Regions from separate parts of the Triticum aestivum genome. Here region 1 is linked to region 2. Evidence: chromatin contacts called from public Hi-C data. All regions are on one chromosome and are shown on one strand. The core of a region is the stretch at or near the end of the contact, and the rest is flanking DNA. Distances in the headings are between cores, read along the strand shown.

Region 1 (4,113 bases), core at 503-3,002, 140 kb before region 2:
AATACCCAAGAATAAGCATATAATGCTGAACATCGATATTACCCTTAATGAAGAAAGAAAATAAAATAATAACTAAATCGAAATCAAAATAATAAAGTTTTATAAGAACAACGAATTAGTGGCATTGCTATTGCTCTTTAAAAATAAATATAATGAAAATGTGAAGAAAAAAACTTGCACACAACTTTGCACTAAAATTGCACTTTTGTAGTATACGAACAACAATCATATGATAGTGTAATATTTACACATATTGTATAGTATTTGTATGTATATATTTACACTCACCCAACACCAAAAAATACCTACCAAGAAAATAATAAAATCCAACTAATAAAGAATAACAAAAAAACACATAAAAATAGGTTTCTGTTAAAGAAAAAACGAAAGGGGAGAGAGGAGGGCTGGGCAGCATACGTGAGCTTCAGGCCAGTAGAAAGTTGACTGACCCAAATATTTGGTCAGTCAAAAACAAAACGTAAGCCAGCTCACAGAACAGTACAAATCTCAAAGCAAAAATCAATGTCCAATAAGTTGACTAACCCAAAATTAATACTCAGGCGACTTGCGTATAGTTAAATTGAAAAAAGTTACTTCATGTAAGTTTGACAATGGATCGACACCGCTATACCGAAAAAAGCTTCTGCGCCCCTTTATAAATAAATTGACAACTGAAAAACATACAAAGGTAGCGCACACACTATCTCTGCTGGGGATTCCAGCTATACAAGAGAAGCTCAAAACAGCTAAAGAGGAGATATGAGCTAATGTAAGCTAAGCACAAGCCTAGCAACAGATATCTTGATCGTATCATTTGAGTAAACGCATAGTGGTCATAGACATGGACAGCGGGGCACCACTATATATACAAAGCACTTGAAAACCTCTTAGCAACCGAGATCTTAATCGTATCAACTGAGTAAACGCATAGTAGTCACATAGACATGGGCAGACGTGGGTTAAAAGCATTTATACAAACATTGCGTTGTTCGGTTCGTGTACTTTCATTATGAGGTCGTGGGTGAAGTCCTGACACAAGACAGGGTCCTTGAATCCTTGATGCTTCAGTAGCCAGTTCAGAACTTCAGATCATGTAACTTAGCTGTTGCTGTGTTTTTTACGCAGTAGGCAGTCCGTCAATTTTCTGTGTTACTTCTTGTGTTTTTCCTTGGTTAATGGTTTTACATTTTCAGTGGCAGCAAATAGCAGGTGTTGTTTCGTAAACAAGTAATCATGGAGTAGATAAGAGTGACGACATGCGTGCAAGCCGCGCTGTACGCTAAGCCGTCCAGCGTTTGTCTCCTATAAAACCTGGATGGCGACTGCGAGCGATCCGATCGAAAGCGAAAGCGACGGGATCTACTAGTAATCTATACGGATAATACTGGACTCACGGGCTCCTTCAACGACCTTCACGGAGTGGCCTACGTGCCATCTTCTAATTTGCCCCTCCTGATTTTCACTGTGGGACCTGCGAACCTTAATTAAATCACTTAATCAACCCCGTAAGCTCCCCGTGAGTGTAGCCCTAATCTATACTACCCCGACTTACTACTACTAGCAGTATTTGCATAGCAGTGGACTGGATTGATTAGTGGACACGCGCTTTGTGGAGTATTGTACTATCAAATAACATAAGCTGGACATGAGATTTGCGTTGTCGAGACGGCGTGGCTCATCTTGTTCGCCACCTCGGTTTTCGCCTATATAGCCCAGAGAGCGCGCCGGTTAACTCGCAAAGGATAGTGCCGTCACCATAGGAAGCGGAAGCACCAAGTGTCGTCTGCTCGATCGGGCAGTTGACTGGTAGCTGCCGCATTGCATTCGTGGTACCGATACCGCACCCTACTGGCAGTGGCAGGCCATATATTTTCCTTTCCAGACCGGTCCAGTCCAGTGTTGACTGTCTTGGGATACAGATCGATCGATGGCTTCGTGTGCTGGCGGCGGTGATGAGCCGCTGACGGAGGCGCTGCTAGCGAGGGCGGGCAGCGGCGACAAGGATGACCTGGAGGAGATCCATAGCGTGTCGGCGTTCCTACGGTGCGCGGCGCAGGAGAACCGGCGGCTGTGGTGCCTGGCCGGGCCGGCCATCTTCACGTCGCTGGCGCAGTACTCGCTGGGCGCCATCACGCAGGTTGCCGCCGGCCACCTCACCACGCTCGAGCTGGACGCCGTCTCCACCGAGAACTCCGTCGTCGCCGGCCTCGCCTTCGGGATCATGTACGGCATGGGGAGCGCGCTGGAGACGCTGTGCGGGCAGGCCTACGGCGCCAAGAAGCTCCCCATGCTCGGCGTCTACCTGCAGCGCTCCTGGCTGCTGCTCACCGCCACGGCCGTCTGCATGCTCCCGCTCTACCTCTTCGCCACCCCGATCCTCAGGTTCTTCCACCAGGACGACCAGATCGCCGTCATGGCCGGGAGGTTCTCGCTCTACATGGTCCCGCAGCTCTTCGCCTACGCGCTCAACTTCCCCATCCAGAAGTTCCTGCAGGCGCAGAGCAAGCTGATGGCCATGGCGGCGGTGTCCGCGGCGGCGCTGGCGTTCCACGTCGCGCTCACCTGGTTCCTCGTGGTGCCCATGCGGATGGGCCTCGTTGGCCTCGCCGTCGCGCTTAACGCGTCGTGGTGGTTCGTCGTGCTCGGCCAGCTCGCCTACATCGTCATGGGTTACTGCCCCGGCGCCTGGAACGGCTTTGAGTTCGACTCCCTCGCCTTCACCCAGCTCTTCAGCTTCGCCCGCCTCTCCATCGGCTCAGCAATCATGATCTGGTACGTACACTTCGTACATCTCGGTGGTTCATACATACTGTTTCCTACTTATGGTCCAACTAACTGCCATGAACTGTTGTGATTAATCAACTCTATGTTCCCGCTCTTTCCCTATGGAATTTGCGACCACGGAATGATAGCTTGGAGTTCTGGTTCTACATGTTCCTGATTGTGATCGTGGGCAACCTTCCCAACGCTCAGGTCGCCGTCGCCGCAGTCTCCATCTGGTGAGCTAGCTAGCTGTTATAATTGCTACATACTAGTGATCTAAACGCTCTTATATTAGTTTACGGAGTGAGTACTTGCCAAGCTGAGCAAAACGGTAGCTAGCTTTAGTAAAGAGTAAATAGTACTAATAGTAGTATAGCAGCACTGACATGTTGTGATTTCTGGATGTGGCACATTGGCTGCCGCGTGCAGCACCAATCTGTTCGGGTGGCAGATCATGGTGTTCTTCGGATTCAATGCAGCCATCAGGTAATCTCAATCAATCAATCAGTATCAGTAAAGATCGCTGTCAAATTAATGTGCTAAATAATCTGTAGCGTGAGGGTGTCGAACGAGCTGGGCGCGGGGCGGCCGCGGGCGGCGAGGTTCGCGATCGCGGTGGTGCTCATGTCGTCCGTGGCCATCGGGGTGGGCTTCTTCGTGGCCGTGCTGCTCCTCCGCGACGTCTACGGCGCGCCCTTCACGGAGAGCCCCGAGGTGGTGCACGCCGTGGCCAGCCTGGGCGTGGTCTTCGCCTTCACGCTGCTGCTCAACAGCGTCCAGCCCGTGCTGTCCGGCGTGGCCGTCGGCGCCGGGTGGCAGTGGCTGGTGGCGTACATCAACCTCGGGTGCTACTACGGGGTCGGCATCCCGGTCGGGTACATGATCGCCTTCCCGCTGCGCCGCGGGATTCAGGTACGCGCTCGTGCATGCCTTTGTTCATTTGGCTGGCGAGCTTAAAACAGTTGTTTTCAACGGGCCGTGGGTGTGCGTTTGACTTTGGATGAGTGAGATGTAACAGGGCATGTGGGGCGGCATGCTCACCGGGGTGGGCCTGCAGACGGTGATCCTGATCGCGATCACGATGCGCACCAACTGGAACAAGGAGGTGAGCGATCCTGGTTTGACTGTTGGGTTTCAGCCTCGGGCAAAACGAGACAAGTCCTGATACTGCAGTATCTTGGAATGTGCAGGCAAGCGAGGCGAGCTCCAGGATACGGCAGTGGGGTGGTGGTGGTGGTGCATCGCCCAGGATCCCGGACAGCTTCTAGCGCCTCTGCCTGTTTCTTGGTGGCCAACCAAATCTGATTAATTAAATCTTGTGCGTGTTAGGCGAGCTATAACCAAAACTGG
Region 2 (4,146 bases), core at 1,443-3,942:
GCGGTGGGGCAGTCTGGCGGCGCCTTCGCGGCGGATCTGATGGCTTACGAGCTGGACTAGAAGTGCTGGTCAAGAGCTTGCGCCGGCGAGTGCAAAAGGCGGGGGCGACATAAGGACGCGGCCGTGGTTCCGCGCAGGTGTAGACTGGCAGAGAGTCCATCGCAGCCTCCCATGGTGATGCTTGAGGAGCTGGCCGTGGCGCGGTGCATGCATGGCTGGGCACGTGCTGAGTCTTTGACGTCTTGATCCTGATTCCTTTGGGCCTGTCCGTGGTTGCACCGGCGGCCTTTGGAGCGGCAGATTGTGGTGGCCATTGAGGATCTTTGCAAGGATTTCGTCCTTCAGATCTGGTGGTTGACTTCGTGGTGAGATGCAAACTATACACAATGGCTTGGCGCAGAGGGATGGTTGTGCAGCGACGGCCGTCGTAGCTACATGGATTGTGGAAAAGTGATGGTGACAACACATAGAAGACGTCAATTGCGGTGCTACTCGAGCACCCTGTCTCGAGCTCCGGGGTGAAAGCGTAGGTATGGTACCTAGCAATGGCGATGTTATGGCGTCGTTACCTTGTTGAAGGCATTGCTCGGATATGTTCGAACTGGTTTTTCAAGGTGAAAACCTAGATTCTGACCCCGTGTGGTAGAATCTGGTGACGGAGGCGCTTGAGCGCTGCTCCATTCTTGAAGGCGTTGCTGTTGAAGAACATCGTCATCCCTGTGATTTCATGAGATGGTTGGTGCGAATATGGTCATTGTTGCAGTTTGCCAAACGCGGATCTGATCGCTTTGTTGTTTTTTTCTCTCTCGCCTATGCACAGCTTTGGTCTTATATGACTTTGCAATTTGTTGGCGTGTTTTTTGTGTGTGTTAGAGTTGGCTGTGTGCATCCAACTATGCAGAGGCCGGATGTGTGCTTATCGTGTTTTGTATCCTCTTGATGCGTCATTTTAAGCCAATGAAAGCTACCAATACAAAGCTTTACAGGGAGAGAACGTGGCCTCATCTAATTGCCCCCTCCCGATTTTCACTGATGGGCCCGCCCTCCTAATTAAATTTCTGCCAATCACAGCCCAGTAAACTCCCGGTAACTTCCCGTACGTCTAGCATTGCTCTAAAAGCTACCCTTTGTCGAAAGAGGAGGGTGTCCGTTGTTTTCGTAACATTGGCATTTAGCCGAGGAGCAAAGCCAACATCACACCCACACCATTTCCGCCGTTGTGTTCGAGTTCTATTGTTTGGGCCGGCCATTTCACATGTTCAAATCCATTTCCCTTGCCCTTGCCCGCAGCTAGTACTACTCATGGCTAGATTAATTAGTACTCCCTCCGTCCGAAAATACTTGTCATACAAATGAATGTATCTAGATGTATTTTAGTTTTAAATATATCCATTTTCATTCATTTTGATGACAAGCAATTCTGGACAGAGGGAGTAGCCAAGTAATCCAAATGCTTGCACCTATGCGTGTCTCCGCCTGAGAGTTGTGTGTCCTCCTTTCTAGGGCATCCACAGTGTATTTAAAAAACTGTACATAAGCTATTGAATAGTCGACAAGCACTAGAATGATAATACCTGGTACATATAGCGATGAAAATTGAATTTCAATCACAAAGCTATGAGTTGGTTGTTCTTACACAAGGGACCCAGCTTATGAGTTGGTGCATTTAGTTATCTAATTATGGCTTCGTATGTGAATTCTATCATAAGGTCAAATTTGGTCATATACTGTACACTGCTGATGCCCTCAGTAGTACGCGCGCAGTTTTCCTTTTGCTTGCAAACCAAGCGTACGGCCGCGTGCTTGTTCACAGCCGAAATGAAGACGTCATTTACTAACCTATGACTATGATACGCCAGCACGCTCCGGAACATTCCAGAACGAAGCAAAGCATCCATAGAGATCAACGAATAAGAGAACACAAAGAACAAACAACTTGCTAGTTGGGAAGCGTTCTGCTGCATCATCAAAATTCAAAACTATTCAAAACTCTGTACAAAGCTAGCCTTGCTGCTTTCCACGACCATGACCACTCGCACAGGGGAAAAGGTAAATAGAGGCAAACACCTTACAAAACGACGTATTTACACAAATGCGCAGTTAGCCCAGTGGGCCGATCGATCTGATCCCTCCTATCGATACCCCGTGACCTCCTCCCTCCTCCGCTTGCCGCCGGCGTCCGTGCGCTTAAGCGGCCGCGTGGCGTGGTAGAGCTCCGCCACCCGCCGGTACCGCTTCCTCGCCCTCCTGTCCAGCCACGGCGCGCCGTCATCGCAGCCGCCCTTCCTCGCCGCCGCCTCGGTGTTGTTCACCGACTGCACCGACCGCGAGGACGACGTCGGGGATGTCGCCTCCGCTCCCCCGCTCACGCTGAGCTGCACCAGCTGGTCCGCCGCCGCCAGGTCGGCCTCCGTGAAGAACCCGTCGGCCAGGCCCGGCATCATGGACACGGGCCTCTCCACCTCCATGCTCTCTCCCTCTCTAGATCTCGAGGCTGGTGCTGCTGAAGACGAAGAGAGAAGCAGATTGCTTGTAGAAATGGTTGGATCGATTTGAAAAGGACGCCGTGGGAGAGCCGGGAGCCGTATATATAGCCCCACACGTGGGAGGAAAAACCGACTTGGGGTGTACGGTGCGTCGGGTCGCCGGAAGGTGGGACCCACCATGTCGGCTGGGCCCGTGGCTGCGGTGGCGACTGTTGGTGGGGAGGTGGGGGCCAAGGTGGCCAACGCCCAACGGGATAGGGACACGTGGAGGCGCTTAGTGGTGTGCTGGCGTCAGCAATGCGCGGCAGATGGAGCGAGGGATCGGGGTGCGCGCGTCGCGTTGCGGACGGTGCTGGGAAAGCTGGATGCTCCCTGTCCCTGTGTGTGCATCTGTGTCTGTGTGTGCACGTATTATTTCAGCTGGACATCGCCGTCTTTCCCGCTGACTCGTCTCGTCGGCCACACAAGATCTTGGACGAGGATATGTGTCTGCGTAAATTTTATGCTGTCAGACGACGAACCGACCGACCTTGCTGAAGGTGGACGAGATATTTTTGCCTTGCGGCCGGCCCTAGTTTTATTATCTGGCCACACACAAAAAGCTAGTAGGAGCCTCTTAGTTCAAAGAATTTTCATATAAATTAAGGTTTTTGTCCTTTTATGATTTTTTTTGATCTTGTTTGGTTTCTAGAATTAGAAACCATAAAAGAAAAATACAAAATCTACTTCACACACAATTTTAAACGGGATTTATTGCGTTGAGTCTAACTTTGTGAAAAATCTTTGGTAATTATTACATTGGATTGTACTAAGAGCAATTCTAACTTATCCCCTAAAAATAAAGAAGGATCCGGCAAAGTAAACCCTTGATGGAGTATTTTTACTTCACTAAGTTTGGGCGGACCTACCCGATCCCCTAAATATAATGAAGTAAAAAAATTATTTCATCTTCATTTCATTTTCCGCCATCGAAACGAATTTCATTGCATCTTTTCATGGAACGACATTTTGATACATTTTGTTTGAATAACATTTTGATACATTGGAGCACATAATTTATAAATTCCTCGCCACGAGAACAAGATCAAAGAAAACAAAAACCACAATTAGACACTTTAATAGATATCCAATTTTCATAACTGCTCCCACTAATATTTTCTCTCTGTCTTCATTGTTGATTCTTTCTATTGGCTTCTCGAGCTTGCACGCTTCTTTCTTCTTTGGTTTCGACGAATTTGATATTGTGTTGTATCTAGTCTCATCTTTAGTCTCTACTCTAGAGAGGATTGCCAAATTTCTCTCTACCAATTGATCGATGTAATCTTCTTCCCAGTACGAAAACTTGCATCCATCCTACACACAAATTTGAGCAATCAATGAGCTACAAACGACGCTGAATCTGAAGTACAACCGTATCAAAAGAAGCATTCACCCCGTCTTTTTTGAACTTGAAGAACACCCATCCAAGGTGTTCCGGCGTGGTGGAAACATGGCACACCACCTGCCGCGGGCAATCGGGCGCACTTTATGACCGGCAACGGGGAGCCGACGGGATACTGGACCAGTGCCGAGCCACGACTTCCAATGTTGATTGTTTTTTCGAGTGTTGATTGTTTTTTTCTGCCACGACTTCCACGAATATCATTCCCTGATGAAACTT

Evidence for each region. A called contact is a pair of places that touch in the nucleus more often than the background predicts.
Region 1: a Hi-C map of leaf shows a contact between it and region 2, with 3 times the contacts expected there. The contact joins the promoter of LOC123169418 here to the enhancer-like site in region 2. A contact is called at or near these places in 2 of 5 Hi-C or Micro-C datasets (both in leaf).

What each region holds. Positions count from the first base shown.
Region 1 is chr7D:265,488,391-265,492,503 of IWGSC CS RefSeq v2.1, reverse strand. It overlaps LOC123169418 (protein DETOXIFICATION 33), which reads left to right and starts at 1,752. Exons shown (of 6, transcript XM_044587294.1): 1 at 1,752-2,772; 2 at 2,913-2,999; 3 at 3,193-3,249; 4 at 3,318-3,675; 5 at 3,782-3,868; 6 at 3,954-4,113. The coding sequence starts at 1,928. The coding sequence ends at 4,031.
Region 2 is chr7D:265,353,492-265,357,637 of IWGSC CS RefSeq v2.1, reverse strand. No RefSeq gene overlaps it. Among protein-coding and RNA genes, the nearest start is that of LOC123166499, 79 kb to the left of the region's middle. Within about 2 kb of position 2,692, at least 7 of the 8 cell types and tissues checked have an H3K27ac peak or open chromatin away from gene starts, as enhancers often do. A contact at or near this core is called in leaf, where this site is marked.